Regions from separate parts of the Mus musculus genome. Here region 2 is linked to region 1. Evidence: chromatin contacts called from public promoter capture Hi-C data. All regions are on one chromosome and are shown on one strand. Each heading gives the region's core, a stretch centred on a gene start, on an enhancer-like site or on the middle of the called end of the contact. The rest is flanking DNA. Distances are from core to core; before and after follow the strand shown.

Region 1 (5,335 bases), core at 2,565-5,064:
TTGCACTGAAACTTCTCTGGGCAGAAATAGGAGGCTGCATGGACTCTGGGAGAAATGGATGCTAAAGGGGGTGGGACCTTCCTCTGTAGGACAGTCTCAGGGGCAGAGCCTGCCCTTCTGGGTCTCCTAGCATCTATGATGTCTGTTGCCATTCACAAGAGCTTGGAGGAATGTCAGCTCCCTTGCTTTGTGATATCCAGACCCTAGCAGATGGGGTGAGCTCCCCCAACCCAGGCCCTCTGTCAGTCACCCTCACAGGTTGTTCTGTGGCAGGGAACACGGCTCCCTCTGGTCCCTCCCCTGGAGCTCATATGCACGGCTGTGGAGTGACAGGGCTGAGGACCAGAAGGAGCGAGCTCCCTAAAAGCTTTCTTGGCTGAAGAGCAAGAGACAGGCTGGGCTGTCCCCACAGGCAGCCCTCATCTGTTCCCAAATTCGGGCATCCCCAGAGAGCATCAGGAAGGGCTTGGAGGAGTGGAGATGCAGACTGACTGACAGAAGAACAAATCCTGAAACTCCAGCCCCTGTGCCTGGCTAGGCAGGGGCCTCCAGACCTCACATGGCTGCCTGCCACCTCCTGAGCAAAACACAATTTCACGACTCTTTGGGGGATAAAGGATTTTATTTACCTCTTTTCAAAAGCTTCAGAATTCTTCCTGAACATCAAATAACTCCTGGCAAACACATCCTGATGAGTAACACGAAGTGAAATAGAACCAGATGGGCTGACTCGCTCTGGGCTTGCGCGGGAGGGGGAAGGGCGGATCTCACTCACAGAGAGGCTGGGCTGTGGGCCACAGGAAGTGCATCAGGAGGGGGGCACAGCCTTCCAAGCAGGGAGGGGACAAAGTCCCCTGGACTTTGCCGGAGATGGAGTCACACTGCCTGCCATCTGGCTTTGTTGGGAAGAGAAAAGAAATGGGGTTTCCGGCAGCCTGTTGGTGGCACCCCAGCAGTGTGGATCATGCCAAGCCTGGCATCTATGGCACTTGGGACCCAGGGGACTCTGAGACATAAGCTCCTGTGATAGGGAGATTGGATGGCCAGTGTATTTAGAATCCTCTAAGAACCTCCTGAGGACTCCGCGAATTATCCAAACAAGAGTGCTCTCTCTCTCTCTCTCTCTCTCTCTCTCTCTCTCTCTCTCTCTCTCTCTCTCTCTCTCTTGATTTGGTTCCACTCAGCTGAAACACACCATTTCCCAGCCTCTTTTCAAGAGGAAGCACTGTAGCAGCCCTGACCAGTGGGAAGCAGCTAGTGTCTAAGCCACTCCTTCCTTGTGCCATCCTTGACCTCCAGGAGGGAGGCTACAGCTGGAGCTGGAGTTCCACGGATGAGATGAGCAAGTCTGGTGGGGCAGGGAGCCTGAACCGCACATGCTCTGTGGAGCCACTGACTTATCCTTGAACATCTCTGGCCTTGTGCCTATCCGTGAGGATGTGCTGCTGTGGGGTTAGGCAGACGATATTAGGGTTCTCTGGATCCTGACACCAGACCAGTGGCTCCAGTCCCAGGGAAGCAGTCCTAGCAATCCAGACTGCATCAACTAATCTCTTATGCTCCAGAGACTCCCATGCCTCATGTAGCTGTCCCAGTTGCCTTAGGGGTCTCCTGCCCAACTCCTTCAGGAGGCTCTTGCCACTTCCACGGCAGCAGAGGCCACTAGCCCCAGTGTTCAGCCTGCCGCGCCCCCCCCCCCCCCGTGACCTCTCCAGACGGTAGCCTGTCTTTTAAGAGCAGAATGTTAAAACTGAGGGTACCGACCCTCTAGCTTATCTGGGTGTGGTCATCTTAACATGGGGTTAGATAAAATGAAACTTGTGTGTGGCAAACCAGGCCATGTTAGTCACCCAGGGTGGTAAGAGAGCCACATGGGAACTTGGAAAGCTTATCCATTGATTTTTTTTTTCTGGCATGGACTTTAACGGCAGGATCTCTTAGATGACAAACATCTGAAGCAGAACTTTTACATGTAAGGCAGACTCTGACGGGCCTCTTCTGGGAAGTCCTGGAGATTCTGCAGAGCACTGTTGGAAGTCACCGTGGCTGAAAGCAAAGGAAAATGCAGACAGCTAGCAAGCTGGGCAGAGCTGGGAACAGCAGCAGAGTTTGACTGCTAGTGGTTCCCAGCTCCTCCACACCAAAGGCCCCAATATTGGACACATGCGCTTCTTCCAGCAGATTCTTAATTGGGGCTCCAGGCCATCCATAGGCGAGGCTTCCAACCTGCAGCCCCGGCTTCCTCTCTCTGGCACTGTGTCAGTCTCCAGCCACTGCTCATGCTGCTCACCTTCCACACAACTTTCTCAGAGACTGGCCTAACTTTCCTGAAGGAACATGTCCCCTGACCCATTGCTATAGTATGTTCAAGCTCATATTTCCAAACCCCAGTCTGACCCTCAGTCTCTCTCCCCAAACTTTCATCTTCCCACAGACACTGCCCCACTGTGCCCCTACTTCTCCTCTGAGCCTGTGCTTGTGGCCCTGTGTGATGCTGAGACCATGTTAAGCTTTTGTGGCTCCGTCCCCTGCTCTCTTTGTCCCACCCCGCAGTCCTCCTCCAAGGCCTAACTCATCCTGCCTTTTCTCTGGAGCCATCCTTGGTGCCTTTACTCCAGGGAGTCTGGAGGGCAGTCAGTGCTGTATCCCGCAGGCTTTACCGTGTCTGCACGCATCCGGCTTGCAGTGTGCGTGTGGTGTACTTGAAGGAAGAGAGAGATCCATTTCCTGCGCATAAGATGCACACTCTATTTACTTGGATAAAAGAGACTGGTTAGCGCACATGTGTCCTGTTTTGCTAACTGTGCTCCCACACTCCTCATTTAACAGTAGCCTGTGTTCCTTCTGGAATTTGCCTCTTCCCCGCTGTGTGTGGTCTTGGTGGAGGGGAATTCTAGGCTTCTGCCTCCCATTATGAAAGCCAAAGGTCCAACTCCAGGCTCCTAGATCCCAGGGGGAGCAGGAACGTGCCTCGACCTCTCTTCTGGGAACACACATCTGCTGAGAGTCATTCAGAGTGTCAGCCAAGCTTCTGGGTTGCCAGCGACAGACTCCTGCTTGGTCAGTTTGAAGCAGCCAGGGATTTATTCCATAGAAGGTGAGGAAGATCACAGGCCTGGTGGATAGACTGGCAGATGGGCAGCGGCAAGACAGCCAGGGCACAGCTGGGCTCTTAGCCGAATAGTCCTCAGGACACCAATCCATGTGGTCACTACATGCAGGATGCCACCTTGCTTCCCATGCTGAGCACACAGCACGGATCTTCTTCCAACTGGTCATTGCTGCTGCTGCTGCTGCTGCTGCCTTAGCGTCCTGCCATCTCCAAGAAGAGCCTTGACAGTGTTCTACAACACTGCCTGCTACTCGTTTTCCCAGGTGACATGTAACTGACCCGCTGATACATATATGTCTGTGCCCTTCCTCAAAGGATGTACAGACCTTGTGTTACAGAGTCCTACAAAGGATGCTAGGATCGACAGTTCCGTCCACAGTGGAAGCATGACTTCACCACTTCCCTCACTTTAAGGCAGGGAATTCAACAAGCCTAGAAAAGAGGAATCCTCGGTTGACAGACAAGCAAGAAGAATGGGAAAAAAAAAAAAAAAGAAAGACACTGAATCCAGAGACTAAGCTGGAGGTCACCGTCTCAACCTCAGCAGCATGAAGACCAGATGTTCCCTTCTGTATGTGATGGTCACAGCTCCTGAGCTAGGTGATCAGAAAGGCCCAGGCTTCTGCCTTCCCAGAGTCTGCTTCTCTAGGTTCCTGTCACTTCTCCAAGCTCTCGACATCCTGCCAATAAATTCCTTTTTGCTGAAGTTAACCAGTGTTAGTGTCTGCCGCCTGCAGCCCAGCAATGCTGAGCGAAAGCATGAGTAAATATGGGTACTCACTGCTTATAAAACGCCAGGCCTCCCGATGGGCTGCAGGCCCATTGACCCCTCCCCAGCACCTTCTCCCTGGGGAAGCCAGGGGGGCCAACTGGCTGTGGGGATCCTGTGGGGATGCCTGTCAGGCTTCAGTCCAGAGCAGGGAGCCCCAGGAAGTACCACCATAGATAAAACTCAGTTGATTGTACTTCAGTGTCTTCCCTTTTAAGCCAGGTCATTAGGGTACATGCTACCAGGACAGAAAAAGCATTTCTAATTAAACTACAACACCATACACAAAAGGCTGAATGGAAAGCCACACTTCCACCACTGAATTCAGATGTGAAGATGTGTAGACCAGAAGAGATGCACCATGGTAAAAAAAATAATAATAATTAAAAAATAAAATAAGAGTTCGCTTATTCTGCCCCAGCCAGGAGACACTCAACCACCCAGAAGCCTTGCCTAGGTGACTTAATTCATTGCTAATTTCCCTCCGTAATTTCTGGAGATTGAAATATAATTACCATATTTTCTGGTTGAACAGACTGAAGAATACATGGGTCAGATTGTTTCCCCTGAGTTACAAATCAGTGAGGGATAGGCATGGAATTCAGAGATTCTTTACATACAGCTTTCTCTCTTCCCACTGATTCCATAACATCCCGTGTATTTCTGATACCCAAATAGGTTCCCCCAACCCCTCTGCTTCACTTAACTGTCATGTTGACTCTGGTAGAGCCTCTCTGCAATTCCTAGAGAGGCTGAGACAGGATCACCAAAAGTGCAAGACCTTCATGAGCAGCAGAGTGAGTTCAAGGCCAACCTGGGCTACTCAGTAGGACCCTGTCTCAAAATAATAATTTTTAAAAAGGTCAAGGGTATATCTCGTATCTCAGAGGTAAAGCTCTTGCCTAACATGTGCTGGGCCTCTGGTCCCATGCTCTGTACCTTACTTTGCTGGCCCAGCACCTGCTTGGGGAGCCCTCCCTCTCAGCAAGCATGCATGTTTCCTATTCTTTGTGACTACTGAGGTCCAGAAGGAACACAGGCCTCCCACTGGCCTCCACCGCCATAGACGTTACCATTGTCTCCATTTCTGTTAGCTTATCTGGTTGGTGGGCTGATTTTTGATGGAGAGGTTTTAGTAACAAAGCATGTACCACCCACCGTGTTTGTGTGGTTCTGGGGCCTCTCGCCAGCATCGCCAGCCCCACTTCCGTTTCTGAGTCTCACTGACAAGATTGGGATAAGCAACTTTGCCCAGCTCTGCCTGATCCTCTGCATAAGCTGAACACAGAGAAATGAAGTTAGCTGCCATTAAAATGGCTGAGCTAGGTCCCCACCAACGCTACCACCGGCATGTGCATGCATAATAGTAATGAATAACAATACTGTATGGAAGTGGTTATCTGCTAGGGACTTAGATCCCAGATCCCCCAGCACCAGGTTTCACTATGTTTCAA
Region 2 (5,236 bases), core at 1,544-4,043, 490 kb after region 1:
GAGACAACAGGGCTCTTAGTTCCATAAAGCCAATCTGGGGTCTGGGGTCAACCCCAGCCAATTCCTGGCTTAGTGCCTGCCCATTTATCGAATGACTACATGAACTCGTTTTCTAACAGAGAAACTGAGGCCCAGGGAAAGGAGGTGACTTAGGCCTACTGTGCCACTTTAGCGTGATCCTTGTCTGTAAAGCATGTTGTCACACTGCTCATTTGCAAAGTTTGGAGAAACCCCAAGGGATACTGGCTAATGGTAACCTGGGCAGCATTAGGCACACACAAGTACCCCTCTAAAACTTGCATGTGCTAAGTGTGTGTTCACATGTATACATGTGTTGCTTCAGCTTGAGTGTGGAGGTCAGAGGACAACTTGGAGGAGCCCGTTCTCTTCTGCCATGTGAGTCCTTGGGATCAAACTCAGGTCATCAATGTTGGTGGCAAAGTCCCTTTTCCCTTGAGGCACCTCACCAGCCCTCAACCATTTTTTTGTACTTTGGATGGCTTGGGGTTCTTGGCTTCCTCTCCCTCCCTGACCTACCCATAATAGCCAGCCAAAGACCTGTAAACATCGCAAAGATCACGAGGAGTGGCTCTGTAGTGGACAGTATTTCAGTTGGCTACAAAGACTATTCTCCTTCCAAGCCCAGAATGACACCATGGCAACAGAAGGGTCCTCTACTCAGACTCAGAGGCTCAGAGGAAGCTGGTCAGGGCCAGCTGGGAGCCATCTGCCAAGAAGAGGGGAGCAGAAACTATAGGCTGACATGGGGTTGGGGCAAAGACCCTTGGATACCAGTGACATGCCCAGGATGGTCAGGGAAGGGCAGCTGATATGGACGCAGTCCACTGTGTAGACTGTTAATTACTCAAGAGTACCAGCTGCTTTTCTGCCTTGACCAGGCCTTGACCCAAGCTGACATTCAGGGCAGTTAGGCAAATGGCTAGAGTGTTCTAAATGGTGAAGGTTTAGGCAGCAAGTGGCCAGAGTTCTACCTCTTAGCTGCCCTAGAAGGGGGTATCCCATAACTCAGCCTTTTAAGTTTTAGCTACAGAGGAAAGGCCTGGAAGAAGGAGAGCCTGGGTTTGGAACTGGGGGCCTTTCAGAGGACTGGCCTCATCCCTCCTATTCTGTCCCAGCAGGGGAGAGGAGAAAGAGCTTGACTTCCTGGCAGACCAAGTCCCAGAGGGCAGCTTACCCTCCATTCACTGTGTGGCCATGGCCTGGCCACCTGACTTCTATGAGTCCGCAAACCAAGTAAAGACAAAGGCTAGATGGAAAAACACCCCTTCTGATGTCGTTGAGTTTGAAAATTAATGGGAGGGGGACAGTGATACAGGGTCACTCAGAGTAGGAGGTGCTAAGCCACCCCCTGCTGGTCCAAGGGTCCCAGAAACAGAGCAGCACAGATCTCTCCATTTGGGTTTGCATGCCTCCAGGGCGGGGTCATTGTATGTTCTATATGAAGAACTCCATCTTGAGCTGGAATCTGGTCCCTACGCTTTCATCTTGGATGTTCCCAGCACCCAGGGCCTCCTCCCATGCTCTCTGCTCAGGATGGTGACTAGTGGAGCATGTTATCTACCCCAGGCCAAACCCAAGCTGTCTAGTCAGTTTCCACGGCTCCCCTCAGCTCTTCCCAGGCCCTCCACGAGCCAGCTTTCTAGTAGGGGATAGAGGGACAAGAGTGGGCTAGTCTACACTGTCTCTGCTCCTCCTTTTGTATGGCTAGGCACTGCCATGGAACTCAGGCTGACTCAAGGGGACAGCTTCCATAAGACTGGTGTTTTACCACAGATGAGGAAACCATAAGCCATTTAAAAGTCTTACCCAGAGTACTCCAGAGAGGAAACAGTGAACCCCAAGCCCCATACTCTCAGGCATGCTGCCTGTCCTCCTCCCAGAGCTCTAGATCTCATGCTCTCTCCTAGCCTGTTCCAGGTCCCTGGCTTTCGGTCCCTGGGGCGGCATCCTCCTTTGCGGCCGCTTCCACCCTTGTGGTCCTGAGAACTCGCTTGCACTGCTCTGCCCACCCTGCCAGGCACTGCTGTCCTGGTTTCTATGCCAGGGGCTGACAGAGATCCAGAGCTCCCACGGGTAAGGGCAGAGCCAATGAGGAGAGCTGAGAGGCTTGCAGAGTGTTCTGGAAAACTGCTCTGCCCATGTCTCTGCAGTGTGTCCACAGCTCGTAGTATCACACGTCAGACAGCTTTGAACACCACCTCTGCCATCCATTGGCTGATGGCTGCTACCTCAGCTCATCTTTCTACAGCCTGAGCTAGCAGGTTAGTGACAGGTGTCATCTAGGCTTAGCTGTGTGTGTGTGTGTGTGTGCACGTGTGTACTAGACAGTAAATGATTCTATAACTACCGAGCTCCACAAAGACTTCATAATGTCTGTGTGGACAGTCAGCAAGTAATTTAGCATCTCTTTGCATGATTGTTCTCCTTCATAAAATATACGTAATAGAAGTCCTGTTTCATGGGGTTGTGGTTAGAAGGGTACCTGGCTCATGGGGAACTGTCCATACATTAGTATTAATATTGAATATTATCAGTAATGTTTTGAAAGGGCAGGACCACCATCAGCTGAATCCTTGGGAAATACTCTTGGCCTACACTGGCCGGCCCAAGCCTGAGGTTCCTTAAAACTGTTTTTCTCCTTGGCCTTGGTCAATGTGGATTCTAGCCAGCTGCTAAGACTTACTCAGCCTGCAGCCTCAAGTTGCCAGTGGGGAGCTTGGGGGAGCTGTCAGGATGACTCCCCTCCGTGGAAGGAAACACCCAGCAGCTGGGACTGATCTGTGAACTGCCCCACCCCACCCCCAGCCCCCAGCAGGGGAGCAAAGCCCGTGTGTTTTCCTCTCTTCTGGGGTGGGAGGGGGGCTGGGTTGTCTGGGGGAGACACAGTTGGAGTCTGACAGGAAACAGATGTAGTGGGGGCAGGGTTTCTCAGAGGAGTGAGGTGGCCCAGGTCAGCACTGGGGGAGGGGCAAGAGGACAGGCTCCACTCCCTCACAAGGAGAGCAAGGGGGAGGTATTCCCAAATCTCAAGCCAAAGAAAGGAACACAAGGACCCAGGAACCCAGAACGTGGCTGGTGTGTGTGCTGCAGGGTGCGATTGTTCAAAACCTATTGCCTTTGTGTACCTCAATCTTCCCAAAGCACACAGTAGGTGCTCAACAAATACTGGCTGGATGATGGTGAGTGGGAAGCATGGAGCTTCGAGCTCTTGAAAGATTCATCTAGATTGGGCTCTTCTGTGTAGAGCCAGGCTGGCAGGTCAGCAGGCTACACTTAGGCTATGCTGGTAGGATGTGGGATGGAGGAAGGCAGGGAAAGCCATCAGGGACCGAGGGGTATCTTGGCAAGATGGAAGGGACCCCATACTTAGCCTGTCCTGCCAGACACTGGCCCACACAGAAAAACTGCCACGTGTCCAGTTCCTCTGCCTCTGAGTGTGCGAACTGGTTCTGCCTTTCTGTCTAGGTCATAAGACAGTCTGTGAGTCCCCCAGACCTGCAGCCCAGATCCTCGGAACCCAGACACTAGAAGACTTGTAGAAACTGAGCTGTCCTAATTCCCTGTCCTCCCAGTCATCCACCATGGCTTACCCTTCCTGCCTACCCCACCCACACACCTCAGCTTCAGGTTCCAGAGTAGAGAGCCAGTGAAGCCTCAGAAGGGGGAAAGAATCACCCTGCAGGGAGCCTGAAAGAGCGCCCTGCGACTTCCCCCAGCCCCACCCACTGCAGGCTGCTCAGTCCCACAGCTAGCTCCACCCCTACCCAGGCCCCGCCTACCCACCTGCTTGTGCGGGTACACGTTGATGTGGCACTTGATGCACTCCTGCCCCATGTTGGCCCAAGAGTTCCCACTCATCCATTTTCTCTTGCATTTGGGGCACTTGTACTCGCCAAAGCAGCGCTTCTTGCCTTGGTACGGCGTCAGACCCTCACCTTTGGGGCGTGCCTGGAGAGACAGGAAGTAAATACAGGAAAATGAGGGCTCAGCCTTCAGCTCTCATGGCCTGCATCCCATCCCCATACTTGCTTTACGGTGTGCTGGGAATCAAACCCAGGACCTCGTGCAGACTGGACAAGCCCTCTACCCACTGAGCTACAACTCCAACCCAACTAAGCTTGGCGTTTCTGTCACGACGGCCAGCACCAGTAGCTACTGTATTCTCCTTCAGGGCTGCACGGTGGCAGAATTCATGCAAGTTCGTCGTGTGCTACAATGAGTGCTTGGTACACGTGTATACATGCCTGTATACATGCCTGTGAGTGGATTTGTAGAGTAAATTTCCAGAAGTGAAACTCCTGAGGCAAAGGTTATGAGCGCCATTTTTTAGCGATAAGACCTATTGCCGCTGCCTCAACTCCCACAATGCTTCACCAGTTTCGTGTTCCGGACCCTCTGGAGTAGAGTCCCAGAAACAACTCATAAGCTTTAAACTGTGCACAGTTCTGAGGAACAAGATGAGAGCCACATGCCTGAAGCATCAGAGGTCTCATTGCTCCGTGAGTCCATAGTATATACGCTACCCGCTACCTGCTCATTAGTTCTTCAGTGACTGCCTGATACTGATGAATGGTACCATCTACAGTGCTTATGTTCAAGTGGCTCTCATTTTACATACGAATTGACCTGAAGCACAGGTCAACCCATATTCCAAGGAGGTGTTGTAAAGTGCTTCTCTTACCTGAAAGGGGGAAATCTACCAATACCATGAAGGTCCAAGTTGCTAAAAATGTGTGTTGAGAACCAAGCCTCTGCTGGGAAATCTAAGAGAGATTCATGCTAGTTTTTTTTTCTTTATAATTATTATACATAAGTACACTATAGCTGTCTTCAGACATACCAGAAGAGGATTACAGGTAGTTGTGAGCCACCATGGTTGCTGGGATTTGAACTCAGGACCTTTGGAAGAGCAGTCAGTGCTCTTACCTGCTGAGCCATCTTGCCAGTCCCTCATGCTAGTTTTGATCTTGCCATTGTATCCCCTAGTTCCAGCCCCAGAGCAGGCATCTTGAAATGTACCTTTCTCCATGAGGGGAGACTATAGTATCACTAATCTAAAAGGTATGAGATTCTCTCAGAGCAGGTTTGACAGACATCTTTCATAACGAGCAAGAGGCATCTTTGCATGTATTTAAGAATGATTTGCTAGTGTACTCACATGCATAAAATAAATAAATAAGTCTTAAAAACAAAAGAATGGCTTGCTCATATTCCT

Evidence for each region. Capture Hi-C pulls out chosen DNA fragments and counts their contacts.
Region 2: a contact with region 1 is called in a promoter capture Hi-C map of adipose tissue. The contact joins two enhancer-like sites. A contact is called at or near these places in 1 of 39 promoter capture datasets (the 3T3-L1 cell line) and 1 of 9 other capture datasets (adipose tissue).

What each region holds. Positions count from the first base shown.
Region 1 is chr14:25,225,942-25,231,276 of GRCm38.p6, forward strand. No RefSeq gene overlaps it. Among named protein-coding and RNA genes, the nearest start is that of Gm32379, 17 kb to the left of the region's middle. Within about 2 kb of position 3,815, at least 30 of the 459 cell types and tissues checked have an H3K27ac peak or open chromatin away from gene starts, as enhancers often do. A contact at or near this core is called in adipose tissue, where this site is marked.
Region 2 is chr14:25,715,823-25,721,058 of GRCm38.p6, forward strand. Zcchc24 (zinc finger, CCHC domain containing 24) reads right to left here. Exons shown (of 4, transcript NM_001101433.2): 3 at 3,805-3,969. Among named protein-coding and RNA genes, the nearest start is that of Ppifos, 17 kb to the left of the region's middle. Within about 2 kb of position 2,794, at least 89 of the 459 cell types and tissues checked have an H3K27ac peak or open chromatin away from gene starts, as enhancers often do. A contact at or near this core is called in adipose tissue, where this site is marked.